4 separate regions of the Mus musculus genome follow, and all the other regions are linked to region 1. The links are chromatin contacts, called in public promoter capture Hi-C maps. All regions are on one chromosome and are shown on one strand. Each heading gives the region's core, a stretch centred on a gene start, on an enhancer-like site or on the middle of the called end of the contact. The rest is flanking DNA. Distances are from core to core; before and after follow the strand shown.

What was found. Promoter capture Hi-C pulls out the DNA fragments that hold promoters and counts their contacts.
Region 2: a contact with region 1 is called in a promoter capture Hi-C map of pre-B cells. The contact joins the promoter of 4930542N06Rik here to the promoter of Nudt9 in region 1. A contact is called at or near these places in 5 of 39 promoter capture datasets (the HPC-7 cell line, HPC-7-derived erythroid cells, erythroid cells and 2 more), 1 of 15 datasets of contacts at CTCF or cohesin (pro-B cells) and 5 of 115 datasets of contacts at active chromatin or transcription factors (astrocytes, large pre-B cells, pancreatic cancer cells and 2 more).
Region 3: a contact with region 1 is called in a promoter capture Hi-C map of liver, with 2.7 times the contacts expected there. The contact joins the promoter of Gbp6 here to the promoter of Nudt9 in region 1. A contact is called at or near these places in 3 of 39 promoter capture datasets (the 3T3-L1 cell line, hippocampal neurons and liver) and 2 of 115 datasets of contacts at active chromatin or transcription factors (large pre-B cells and thymic regulatory T cells).
Region 4: a contact with region 1 is called in a promoter capture Hi-C map of pre-B cells, with 7 times the contacts expected there. The contact joins the promoter of Gbp9 here to the promoter of Nudt9 in region 1. A contact is called at or near these places in 1 of 39 promoter capture datasets (pre-B cells), 1 of 484 Hi-C or Micro-C datasets (B cells) and 2 of 115 datasets of contacts at active chromatin or transcription factors (microglia and pro-B cells).

The regions. Positions count from the first base shown.
Region 1 is chr5:104,045,158-104,048,548 of GRCm38.p6, reverse strand. Nudt9 (nudix (nucleoside diphosphate linked moiety X)-type motif 9) reads right to left here and starts at 1,685. Exons shown (of 8, transcript NM_028794.4): 1 at 1,403-1,685. The coding sequence starts at 1,509. It overlaps Mir5619 (microRNA 5619), which reads right to left and starts at 546; the gene lies at 486-546.
Region 2 is chr5:105,413,513-105,416,903 of GRCm38.p6, reverse strand. 4930542N06Rik (a long non-coding RNA gene) reads left to right here and starts at 1,728. Exons shown (of 2, transcript XR_389449.3): 1 at 1,728-2,652. It overlaps Lrrc8b (leucine rich repeat containing 8 family, member B), which reads right to left and starts at 1,129. Exons shown (of 5, transcript NM_001033550.3): 1 at 992-1,129. Gm32051 (a long non-coding RNA gene) reads right to left here. Exons shown (of 2, transcript XR_389452.2): 2 at 2,982-3,391.
Region 3 is chr5:105,292,090-105,295,480 of GRCm38.p6, reverse strand. Gbp6 (guanylate binding protein 6) reads left to right here and starts at 1,782. Exons shown (of 11, transcript NM_194336.2): 1 at 1,782-1,855.
Region 4 is chr5:105,108,655-105,112,045 of GRCm38.p6, reverse strand. Gbp9 (guanylate-binding protein 9) reads left to right here and starts at 1,754. Exons shown (of 11, transcript NM_172777.4): 1 at 1,754-1,841.

The sequences.
Region 1 (3,391 bases), core at 436-2,935:
GTTCTCCTACATTTTTATATTTTATTTTTGATTACATGTGTGTGTTCATGCATGGGTCCTGCACAGGGGCGCAGAGCTGACAATGGAGCAGGAGTTTACACCTGACCTGGCAACCAAGAATGAACAGGGATCATCTTCCAGTCCATTCGAGCTCTTAACTGCTGAGCTATCTCTCCAGCCCCCTCTTCTGGCTCCTTCTGTTTCCTTTTAGATAGCCTTTTAAGATAGTCTAATTAGTGCTACCTACATAAACATGGGCATGGAAGGTGATCAGTGGATGAGGGGCCAAGCTCCTAAAGAAAACTGTAGTCACAAAACTCTTGAAGTTACACGTCTTTTGTTTCTCGACAGATGTTTTACAATCATCTGTCTAGACCAGCAGGCACTCAACAAACACTTGTTGACTTAGCTTTGGGTTTTTCTTTGGAATAAGCAGTTTCAGTTCTGGATATACTTCTTTAAGTGTTCCTTTCCCTGTCGTGCTAGAAATCACCAATGAGCTTTTCGTTGTTCTGGTAACAACCAACAAAAATGCCATTAGTGACTTCCAGAGAGCAGGAAGTTCTCCCCTCAGCAAGCCCCACTGAAGAAGGTGTATAAAGGGTGTTAACCCACACCAGCAGAAAGAGGACACTCTGATTGAGGGGTTTTAAGCACTGTCAGGAAAGCAGAAAGGGGATGGCACCGTGGGGCCTACAAACCACAGCAGAAGTAATTCTATTTTCAATGAGGTGAAGGAATATGTCACTCCTGTTTGGGAAGCCCACAGAAATTCCAAACTCGGTCTCACACGGAGCCCAAATTGCCAGGGAACTAACCTCTTTCCTCTTCGGAACCGAAAGCTTGGTGAGTTTGCCTCCTAGATAAAAGTCAAGCTTGAGGCGTGGGTGGTATGTGTTTTAAGGAAGACACTGGTGTCAGAGAACTTAACAGAACCAAACTTACAAACTTTCCAAGTCACTAGGAAATAAAGTTGCGGCCACCTCGCCCAGGAGAGAAGGGAAAGAACGAGGTTCCCAGTACTGAGGCACTTGTGCGCACACTTCATCTCCAGTCTACCCAAAAGCCAATAATCAGCGCCTTCCAGCGCACAGAAAACACTGTCTGCTACTCAGATTAACAGTATATATTAACAGTATATTCCATTATATGGACTCGGTATCACCTCTAGCACGGAGCAACACACCATAAATGCTCTTCAAACTCTGGTGATCTATGAATTAGCGTTGGCGCCTTATCTGGATGGGCAAATTAAAAAGTCAGAGATCGAGAAGGGTCCTTGCTATTGGCTTCCCAAAATCCAGTACTTCAGCACAGCCTACATAACCTCTGGAAAAGGAAGGAGGGGATCGCAGGTCCACCCGAGGTCTCGGAACCGCAGCCCGTCCTAGAATCGGGGTACCTGGGTGCGGGGACGGCGCGGCAGGCTGAGGACCGGACAGTCACTGACGCGAGGGCCACCGAGAGCGACACGGTGGCTACCGCCTGCCCCAGGGAGCGGCCGGCCATCGGCGCCTGGCGCCTGGCGCGCGGCCCGCGAGGGTTCGGAGGTGGCCGGCCTCGCCCGGAGCCCCGCCTTGAGCCCCGAACCTGCAGCCAGCGGGCACTAGGACCCGGCCGCGCTCCCCCAGCGCCGCTGGCCGGCGGCGCCAGCAGCCCCACGACGTACCCGACGCGCGACCGCGCTTTACGGCCACGCCGCAAACTAACCTGTGTGCCAGGCCTCTCCGTCTGCGCAGGCGAACTGGAGTGCCGCGGCGCGGCAGGACGCGGAGACCCAGAACCCTGAGGCTGAGCGGAAGGAGGGTCAGGGGCGACCACGTGCTTCCAGGAGAGGAGGGCCGTACGGAGGAGTCACGTGAGCCATGCGAGGTTTGAGAAGACGTAGGATGAGTCAGTGACGAGTCTTGAAACACCTTGGTTTGGTTTCCAGAAGCCAAGTAACTTGCTTTTCGAAACTTGCCCGCATACCGGATTCAGAGACCGCCTGTGAACAACAAAATGTGGGCGTCCCGCCGGTCACGTGATCAGGCCAGTCACGTGACCCCTAACCCTTAAGGAGGGAATCCCCCAACCCTGGAACGCAGCCTGGGCTCCCCAGAGCCCCCTTCACGGTGCTGTCCGTGGTGTTGGTGACTCTGATAAACCTCTTGTCCAAAAGGAAAGCCGGCCTCGGTTTCCCACTTTCGAACCCCAAAGCCAAAACTTACAGACAAGCTGTGAAAGTGGCACGCGGTCTGGATAATAACGAACGAAGGACTAAAGTTAGCCAGATTGAAAGTGGTAAAGCCAGGCGTGCATCGCGGCTTGCACTCCAGGTTTCATTCGTTTAATTGTTGATGAGACATATTCTAAGCCTATCATCAACTTTGGGCCTTGCAAAACACACCGTATGGCGTTGGCTCTTAAAGCCAGGCCAATCAAATACTAACAGTATCCTGAAATCCACAGCACTCTTGGGATGGGACAGCAAGAAAAAAGGACTGCACAGTAACACTTCAGGGCGTTGCCTTCGTGACTATACTACACCCCTTAAAATGCCCGCTTAGAAAAACTAAAAGTATGGGAAATTTCCTCCCCACCCCTGCCCAAACCTGGTGACAGATAGGCAGATCCCTGGAGCAAAGTAAAGATTATATTTTCTTTCTCTGCACTTTGGGGCATAAGCCTACCACCCCACAGTTTCCTGGAGATGTGGTAGACATGTCGTTGAGGTGTGAGCGAGCACTCAGGAAGATAAATCACCTTGGGCTCCAGCCCCTTCCAGAGATGGTTGTTTTCAGCTTGCTCCACTGCTCCTGTCATAAGAAACACGTTTGTTTCTACACACACACACACACACACGAACACCTTAGATCCTTCAGCACCATTCCCCGGCCTTCAAGATCCCTATTCTTTTTTTTTTATTTTGGTTTTTTTTTTTAATGAAACTAGAACCCAGTTCATAATGTAGGCTTTCCTACGGCAGCAGTAGCCAATAAAAATCTTTCCTTGTGACTTTAACTAGTATCCTCAAACAGGCTAGTGGTTTTGGTTTGGTTTTGTTTTGTTTTGTTTTAAGATTTACTTACTTATGTGGATGGACAGGGGTTTTGCCTGAGTATCTGTGCACCCCAAGTCTTTAGTGCCCGTATAGTCCAGAAGAGAACTTTAGATTCCTCAAGACTGGAGTTACAGGCGACTGTGCACTACCATATAGGTGCTAGGATTTGAACCCAGGTCCTCTGGAAGAGAAGCAAGCCAGTGCTCTTAACTGCTGAGCTGTCTCTGTAGCCCAGGCATTGTCTTTGGCAGCTCTTTCAGATAGCATTTTTCTTAAAGTATTGTTGATATAAAAAAGCATAGTTCACACCTTAAAGGATCTTAGTTTCTTCTGGAGCAAAATATGAAT
Region 2 (3,391 bases), core at 479-2,978, 1.4 Mb before region 1:
ATTGTTACTATTATCATTGTCATATGCAACAGTAGTAGTACTTTGGAGGGCACTGAAGCCCCAACCTTGCCTTTGCTAAGCCTGTTGGGGCTACACTCTCAGTCTCTAATTTCTTAACGGACACTGAACAAATTATCTAAATTGGTTTCACATTTACGATATTTTAAACGTTCTCTCTTATTTTTATATAGCAGTTGTTTTTGTTTTGTTTTGTTTTGTTTTTTCCTGTTAAGTTCTCAGACAAGACCAGAATGTATTCAAGAAGTCCATACGCTGGTATTGACTTTTAAATTTAGGTTTGTCCTCTGGGGTGGGGGTGCAAAGGGATCCTAGTGGTAGTTTTTCTAACCACACATCAAAGTCTTCCACAAACACATGACTATAAGCAACCTACGGACTTTGGGAAGTCAGTTGAGGACACGGATTACCGAGCCTCTTCCTTCTGACCTGTCAGCACCTGCAACCTAGGAGGAGGAACCACCGAGTCTTTAAATGGAAATCAGTTGACCCCTTCCAGCTCAAACGCTAAAATCACAGCTGTAGGCCAGTAAATACCCCAGAGCATAAAATGTCGACAGGAGGCTCCAGGGCAGGGGGCAAACGGCGGGGACCTGGTGTGGACCCCCTCGAGCGAGCGCCTTCACTTAAGGGGAGACCAGGGTGGAGAGGGAGGGCCTTTCCCTTCGGGGGCGGGGAGGGGGGTGGTGGATACACAGGTGCGTGTTCAGCCGTAGGGACAACGAAGGCACCGCCTGGGCGCGGCCGCCCCCTCCTCTCGCCCCATCTGACCCCAACATCCAGGAGAGGTGCCCGCAAGGGACCGCGCCCTCCTTCCCCCGGGGGCGTGGGAGCCGGGCGACCGCGGCTTAGCAGGTGACTGTGCCACCTGCCCGCAGCGGGAGACCCAGGTGAGGCGCCGCCAGGTAACAGCACCTGCCCTGCCGCCCCCACCTGCTGCTGCGCTCCCCCTTCCCCCGCCGTCCCCGCCTACCTTCGTGTCGGAGCCCCCAGGCCCGCGCTGCCCGGCCGGCCGGGGCGAGCCGAGCGGCCGGCGCCCGCACTCCGGCGGCTGCGGCTCAGCGGGAAGCCCCGGCGCTGCCCGGCTCGCCGCCCCGGAGCCGCTCCATTGTGACGCGGCGCGCGCGGCCGGCCAATGGGCGCGCGGCGGCGCGAACCGCTGACTAAGTTCGCGCGCGGAGGAGGAGCGGAGCGCGCGGGCTGCGCAGGCTGCGCAGGCGGGAGCCGGGGACGCGCAGCGCCGCCTCCGAGCCGCCCTTACCCGGATCGCTCCGCCACCCGGCCCGAGAGTCCACCCGGCCTTGGGACGAACCGCGGGGGCCGGTGACTCACCCTCCTGCTGCACACAAAGCGCAGCTGCCACCTCCCGGAGCCAACGCCATGCGGCCGCCCGGATGCACTCGCCCAGCCTGGCATCCGCGGTGCATGGCAGCCACACGCCTCGCCAGGAGCTGGGGCTGCATTCCAGAAACCCAGGAGCCGGGCCTTATGGCCGTTCCCCAGGCGCTCCACCCCAGCAGAAGACCCCTGCCTTCTCACGTGTGCACCCCTGAGAAACTTGTTATTGACACAACTTACTCTACCAGGAAGGGTGGGGTGTGCCGCGCAGAGCCTGCCTTAGTGAAGTCCCTTTAACGCTCTTTAAGTCGAGTGACTGGAAAGGTTGTAGGGCCCCTGGGAAGGAGGAGAAACTAAGCAGCTTCTGGGCCTCCAATACCATCTTTTTCTTTCCAGTGTCTTTATCTTCAGCGTGAGGTGACAAGATAGAGGGAGTACACATAATAGTATTTCATTGAGGATGGTCACCTGTCCCCCATCCACATTCTTCTCCTGTTAATGGCCCTGTATTTGAAGAGTAACAGTGTGCCTTGCAAGTTAAGCAAAAATTTAATCCAAATTCAGAACTCTGGGCTATTTAATAGTTCTATCCTCCTCCTCGAATCTTTAACTCCCCCACACCCTCCCTGTTCTGTTTTAAGCTCAGTCTTTGTCCAGGTTATTTCTAGCACAAGGATTCAATTCAGCAAGATTTGTATCTCTTAGTTGCTATGGTGTTCCCATCCCTAGGTAACAAAACACTCCCAGAGGAGTAAAAGAAGACAGCATTTGAGTCACCTGATCAGTTGGGCACCCAATACCTCCACACACTACGAAGGTGTGGAAGACTGCGCTGTATCCAGTAGCGACCAGTCATATCAGAACTCCAGCCCGAACTGCCCTGGAAGTCACTGCTATACCCGGTCCTTGTCCAATTCACTCTGAGTGGCAGTTGCATTGAGTCTGAAGCAAACATTGAAAACACTGTGAGGACTAACGGCTCCACAGCTAAGAGCACAGACTGTTCTTGCAGAAGACCAGAATTCTGTTCACAGCTGCCGACAACTCCAGCTCCAAACGTTCTGACACCCTCTTCTGGCCTCCAAAGGCATCCACACATATATGCACCTACATATATGTGCTCCCACACACATGTGCACCTACATATATGTGCTCCCCCGCACACGTGCACCCACATACGTGGCACACACACTGCACACACACACATCTTTTTTTTTTAATTCTTTCATTTGAACATACAACATATTGTCATTAAATTGTGTGTATGACCTTGTGTACACATTTGTAATTCTAGATGTAAGTATGGCCCTCAAACTGCTTACCACCTGGACAAAGAGGTGTTTGTTTTTTTATTTTCTTGTTAAGATTTGTATTTTTATGTGAGCATACTGTAGCTGTCTTCAGACACACCAGAAGAGGGCATCCAATCCTGTTAGAGATGATTTTGAGCCACCACGTGGTTGTTGGGAATTGAACTCAGGACCTCTGGAAAAGCAGTGTTCTTAACCACTGAACCATCTCTCCAGCCCCCAGACAAAGAGTTTTTTAAGTATCAGTTTGAGGGGGAAAAGTAAGTGCTGTAATAGAATCAGAGTATTCTAACATTATAAGCTGGACGTTTCTGATTTTTTTCTTGGCTTAATGTTTGAGAAGGGACATTTCCTCCTCCAAGACCCTAATAATGTTTTCTGTCACAACAACATGGCTGCTTGTGTGACTTTGGGGAAGTTACTTAACCCTTTGTGTCCTCGTCTCTACAGCCAGAGATTATAAGCTTGGTGGTCAGTTTAAATTCAATGGGGATGCATATTAAAATCGGCTTCCTTGTTTGTAGCTCAACCTATCAATAGGAAGCAACGGAGATCAAGTTCATTCAAAATGTGTTACGTCTGGCAAACCCCACAGATGTAGCTGTTAAATGTGATTGCTGTTAATACATTCCTAATTTTCATCAGCAAATGATGGCAGTTCTTATTACGACAGTTGTAGGAGCCAGATAGAGGACTTTGTACTGCTCTGGAAACTCCTGGGCTGT
Region 3 (3,391 bases), core at 533-3,032, 1.2 Mb before region 1:
AGAATGCCGGGTCTAGTCTCTACAGCACACTAGGCCAAGGCAGTTCCATGTGGAAGAGGTTTTATTGTAAGGGAGAGACAAGGTAGTGGCAGAAAGAGAAGGGTGAGAGAGAGTGAGGAAGGGGCGTTCTCCTCATTTATATGGAAAATGATGTAACACAGGTGAGTCAAGTGGATGTTGGGAATATGGTGCCTGTTGTCTTGGCAACCAGTCAGAAGGTAGCAGGTCATGCTGTCGCCTATGTGATGTCACAGGTTTGGGATGTCCTGATGCCAACACCGCCTCTAAGGGGTACTCCCTTGTTTAATCCTTCCTGTGAAATCACAATGGATCACTCTACAGCTCCCCCCTGCTTTGTGTTTCATCCTTTACAAATGGTGTTCAATCTCCCATCAGGGACAAAGTTCAGACCCCAGTCTGCCTCCCTAAGGGCTCAGAAATTAAAGCTTTCATTTTTCAGCTTCCATCTCTGAAGTTTTCTTAGCTTCTATATTGAACACAACTCCTACTTACTATTCTTTAATTGCTTCTTTTAAAATCAGGTTTTAAAATTGACTGTTGTGTTTTATGAAAAGAAAAAGAAGTCAGGTATATGTTTGGTGGCTGTCTGGTGTCTTAGTTAGGGTTTTACTGCTGTGAACAGACACCATGACCAAGGCAAGTCTTATAAAAAAACAACATTTAATTGGGGCTGGGTTACAGGTTCAGAGGTTCAGTCCATTATCATCAAGGTGGGAGCATGGCAGCATCCAGGCAGGCGTGGCACAGGCAGAGATGAGAGTTCTATGTCTTCATCCAAAGGCTGCTAGTGGAAGACTGACTTCCAGGCAACTAGAGTGAGGATCTTAAGCCCACAACCACAGTGACACACCTATTCCAACCAGGTCACACCTATTCCAACAAGGCCACATCTCCAAATGGTGCCACCCTCTGGTCCAAGAATATACAAACGTCATACCTGGTATGTTGAGGTGAAAAGGGGTACCTCTGAGGGCCAGTGTTGAAGCATTACCTTCTTCCTGAGGTACCAGCCACACAATTGTATAGTATAGAATACAGTTTATTTAAGACATGGAGAGGGGAGTTGAGGGGTTAGTAGAGACAAAGAAAGAGGGATAGAGAGGGGAGGAAGGAGGAGGAGGGACAGAGAAGAAAGAGGGTAAAAAAGGAAGAGAGGACAATTGAGCAAGAGAGGGGGGTATGTGAGGGTACAAGCAGCCCCTTTTATAGTGAGTCATGCCCACCTGGCTGTTGCCAGGTAATTGTGGGGCAGCCCAGAAGAAATGGCAACAGGGATGGTTCCTGCTTTAGAAAACACATGTTTAAAACATTAAACATGTTTGATCAGAAAGCACTGGGAATTTCCCCTGAGAGAAGCACACTTGCAATACTCCCGGATTTTGTAATTTCCACTGATGGCTGCCTGGGTTTTACTGTGCTTTATCTGTGCCAAGAAGGCTGGAGGAAACTGGAAATGGGTTCCAAGGAAAGAGAAGGTAAACAGATTCCACAGTGGAGGCCTGCTGTCCCTTGGCTGCAACAGAGTATCACACTGGCTTTTCGGGATAGACAGGAACCTCTGACCTCCCTTTCCAGTCTTGGCCAAGTTAACATGGCCTATTTTATTTTACTTTCAGTTTTGTTTCTGCTGCAGCATGTGATTTCTTTTAACTCCTTCTCTCTCTCTCTCTCTCTCTCTCTCTCTCTCTCTCTCTCTCTCTCTCTCTCTGTGTGTGTGTGTGTGGTCAGCTTACATAAAAGAGGAGCAAAGAGAGCAGGAGGGAGGAGAGCAGAAGGGAGCCTGAGGAGGCAGCAGCAGCTGAGAACTGCACTTGGACCTGTGCTGTGGGACCAGGTATATTTACTTTTCCTTTCTTTAAGGAGCAACTTAGTCTGGACCTCAGCTTGATTTCCAAGTCAAAGGGGCAACTGAGGGAGGGGGAAGGGAGGCAGATTATGAGCTCTCTGGTCTGCAGGGGGCTGTGGCTGGCTTTAGGTCTAGGAGGTCAGTTTCTTTCCTCTGATAAAGGACAGATACAAAGTGGCAGCCTGACACTGCTGGCTGCCCTGCTCTGTTAGACAAACTATGGGAAGAGCCCTGGTCCTGCCTCAGCTGGGACCACAACAGCTCCTGCCCTGGTTCACAGGCAACTGTAGGCAGAGGAAAGTCTCTGTGGAGGAACCGTGTGAGGAAAACTCAGCACAAGAGCTTGGCAAACATCTATCTGGAAATAACTTAGTTCCTACCTCACTGACTTTGAATTAAGTGTAAGAAGATAATCCAGTTCTATATTGATGTTTATGTTGTATGTGAGATGTAGAGATTACGTAGTGCTATGTGCATTTTGTTTGGGCTGCTAGTCTTATTTCATACATGGAACTAAGCTGCAGAGAGCCTGGTTTCTGGAGTTAAGTGACGTCACCTGTATCTAACTTCTGGAGATTCTGCACATTCTCCTTCCTTGGCATAATGTCCTCATGCTCATCTGGGACTGAGGGCAGGGCAGGGGAGGCAGGTTATGTGTTGTCTGACCTGTAGGAGTCTGTGTCTAGCCTAAGTCTATTAAGGTCTACAAAGTTGTGTACAGTAGTTAATTTTATTCCCTTCTTTGGCTGAATAATATTCTATTGTGCACATTGTCAGACTGTGTTAATGTATGCATCTGTTGGTGATCTGTTGGTGGGAGTCTGGGCTGTCTCCACAATGTGGGTATTGTGAACACAGCTGCCATGATCACTACAGCTCAAAGGTCCATCCAAGTCCTTCTTTGCTATTTTGTTTGTGTTGTAATCAAAGAAGAGCTGTTAGATCAGACATAAGTATTGATTTTCTCAAAAGCGAGGACTGTTTCCCATGAGGTAATATTCTGTATTCTTAGCCACAGAGTACAGACACCTGAGTTGTCTAAATTCTGGGTTACATGGATTTGTTTTTGCTTTGTGTGGTAGCTGTCCTTGTGTGTATGGTTTGATTGGCACTTCCTCAATATTTGTCAAAGACATGTTATAAGAAACAATGGGTCTATAGAATTGTTGTGCAACAAAAACAAGTAGTTCTTAAAAATAACAGCATTCATGCTTAAACTGTAAACATCAGCAAAACTAAGTAAACAATTTCAAATAAATATGTATGTTAACCCAAAGCAAGCTTCAGCCTCAGTAAGCTCTAAGAAGCCAAATCACACATGATCATGTGACTCTAGACTCTTACACCATGTCCCTCAGCATGGCAAAACAGAAATAGTGTAACGGAAAGTTTCTTCATTTTGCATCCATGTTTCCCTAATAAAACCTGATTGCCATTCTGTCCTGGGAACAGAGACACTTCACCTTTCACTCTGGTACATCCCAATTTGGACATTACATCTTTTTCAAGTAAGTTTATTTAAAA
Region 4 (3,391 bases), core at 505-3,004, 1.1 Mb before region 1:
ACACTGGTAGAGGCAGTACTTACTTGGGTAGGAATGATGAAAACGAGGCCTAAAACACTGTACCACTGCTTAGTGTAACTCCCTTTCGCTCATCCTCAGGAGGCAACGCCAGAGCTGAAAGCTTCAACAGGTCCACAGAGTATAAATTTATACTCTCCAGATGGAAATGTTCTGTCTTTGACCACCCAGTATTTAAAAAAAATATTCTATGGCATAGTTACCTGACAACAATCATGGTACAAACATTCTACAGTAACTCAATGTTTTCTGCTCTTACATCTTCACTAGTATAAGTCTTAGGACCAGGAGTCAAGGTCAGAGGATTTGTGAGTCTCCTTTTTAAGTCATATTCTGGTGTGGTACTGTGCATTGAGTATTTCATTGTCGCACATTATTTGGTACTTTTGTTTCTTTCTATACAGAAATAGGTATTTGATAATATTCATGATGAATAGAGAGAGAGTTCACTGAAGTAGAATTAAGGTACCAGTTTACCTCCATGCTGCTGACCTGCTCCTTTGTCCCTTTATCACTCTGAGTTCTGCACCTAATGTCTAGGAGAATAAATTAAGGACCCTGAAGCTAGGTGCCTGGATATGGCCCAGTCTCCAAGGGGTACTCCCTTGTTTAATCCTTCCTGTGAAAACACAATGGATCACACTCTGCAGCTCTCCCCACTGCTTTGTGTTTCATCCTTTACAAATGGTGTTCAATCTCCCATCAGGGACAAAGTTCAGATCCCAAACTGGCTGCCTTCCTAAGAGCTCAGAAAATAAAGCTTCATTTTTAAGCTTCCACCTCTGAAGTGAGTTTTCTTAGCTGCTACCCTGAACACAACTCCTACTTACTATTCTTTAATTACTTCTTTAAAAACAGTTTTCAGAACAACTGTTGTGTTTTCTGAAAAAGAAAAAGAAGCCAGGGATATGTGTGGTGGAGGTGGGGTATGGTGAAGTGGAAGGTGGTATGGGGGGTGGGGGCATGCTGAGGCATCCTGTCCTCCTGAGGTACCAGCCACACAATTGTATAGTATAGAATAGAGTTTATTTTGGACATGGACAGGGGATTTGAAAGGGTAGTAGAGACAGAGAAAGAGGAACAGAGAGAGGGAGACAGGAAGCAGGGAGAGGACTTGAGAAAGAAGAGGGTAAGAAAGGAAGAGAGGAAGATCTCAGGGAGAGAGATTGAAAGAGAGAGAGAGAGAGAGAGAGGGAGAGAGAGAGGGCAGAGTGGACAAGCAGCCCTTTTTATAGTGAGTCATGCCCAGCTCGCTGTTGTCAGGAAACTGTGGGACAGAGTCCAGAAAGAAATGGCAACAGTTATGGTTCCTGTTTTAGAAAACACGTTTAAAACATTAAAGCTCTTCACTCAAAAAGCACCTGGAATTTCCCCTGAGAGAAGCACACGTGCAATCCTCCCAGATTGTGTCATTTCCACTGATAGGGGTCTGGGTTTACTGTGCTTTATCTGTGCCTAGAAGGCTGAGGAAACTGGAGATGGGTTCCAAAGAAAGAGAATGTAAACTCTTTCCACAGTGGAGGCCTGCTGTCCCTTGGCTGCAACACAGTTTCTCACTGACTTTTCTGACACTAAGCATCCTCTGACCTCCCCTTCCAGTCTTGGCCAAGTTAACAATGCCTTGGCTTACTTTACTTTCAGTTTTGTTTCTGCTGCATCCTGTGTGTGTGTGTGTGTGTGTGTGTGTGTGTGTGTGTGTGTGTGTGTGTGTGGTCAGCGCACATAAAAGAGGAACAAAGAGAGCAGGAGGGAGGAGAGCAGAAGTGAGCCTGAGGAGGCAGCAGCAGCTGAGAACTGCACTTGGACCTGTGCTGTGGGACCAGGTATATTTACTTTTCCTTTCTTTAAGGAGCAACTTAGTCTGGACCTCAGCTTGATTTCCAAGTCAAAGGGGCAACTGAGGGAGGGGGAAGGGAGGCAGATTATGAGCTCTCTGGTCTGCAGGGGGCTGTGGCTGGCTTTAGGTCTAAGAGGTCAGTTTCTTTCCTCTGACAAAGGACAGATACAAAGTTGTAGCCTGACACAGCTGGCTGCCCTGCTCTGTTGGAGAAGCTGTGGGAAGAGCCCTGGTCCTGCCTCAGCTGGGACCACAGCTACAGCTCCTGCCCTGGTTCACAGGCAGCTGTAGTCAGAGGGAAGTCTTTCTGTGGAGGAACCCTGTGAGGAAAATTCAGCACAAGAGCTTGGCAAACCTCTATCTCGAAATAACTTAGTTCCTACCTCACTGACTTTGAATTAAGTGTAAGAAAATAGTCCAGTTCTCTCTTGATGTTTATGTTGTATGAGATGTAGAGATCACGTAGTGCTATGTGCATTTTGTTTGGGCTGCTAGTCTTATTTCACATGGAACTAAGCTGCAGAGAGCCTGGTTTCTGGAATTAAGTGATGTCACCTGTATCTAACGTCTTAGGATTTTGCACATTCTCTTTTCTTGGCATAATGTCTTCATGCTCATGTGGGACTAAAGACAGGGCAGGGGAGGTAGGTTACTGTGTTGTCTGGTCTGCAGGGTCCATGGATAGCCTTAAGTATATGAAGGTCTATAAAGTAGTGTGCAGTAGAATTTTATTCCTTTTTTTTTTTTTTTTTTTTTGCTGAATAACATTCTATTGTGCATGCTATCAGACTGTGTTAATGTATGCATCTGTTGGTGATCTGTTGGTGGGAGACTGGGCTGTGTCCACATTGTGGGTATTGTAAATACAGATGCTATGATCAATACAGCTCAAAGGTCCATCCAAGTCCTTGTTTTCTAGTTTGTTTATGTTGTAATCAAAGAAGAGCTTTTAGGTCAAACATAACTATATATTATCTCAGAAGTCAGGACTGTTTCCTGTGAGGTAATATTCTGTGTTCTAGGCTGCAGAGTACAGACACCTGAGTTGTTTAAATTCCAGGTGACATGTATTTGTTTTTGCCTTGTGTGGTAGCTGTCCTTGTGTGTATGAAGTGATGCTTTGTGATTTGATTGGCACTTCCTCACTGTTTTTCAAAGCCACGTTATAATGAACACTGGGTCTGAAGAATTATTGAGCAACAAAACCAAGTAGCTCTTAAAATAACTTCATTTATGCTAAACCTGCAAACATCAGCAAACCTAAGCAAACAATTTCAAATAAATATATATGTTAACCCAAAGCAAGCCTCAGCCTCACTGAGCTATAAGAAGCCAAATCACACATCATCAAGTGACTCTAGAATCTTTTTTTCTTCTTAAATTGGGTATTTTTTACATTTCCATTTCCAATGCTATCCCAAAAGTCCCCCACACACTCCCCCACCCACCCACATCCACTTCTTGGCCTTGTCGTTCCCCTGTACTGAGGCATATAAAGTTTGCACGACTAATGGGCCTCTCTTTCCACTGATGGCT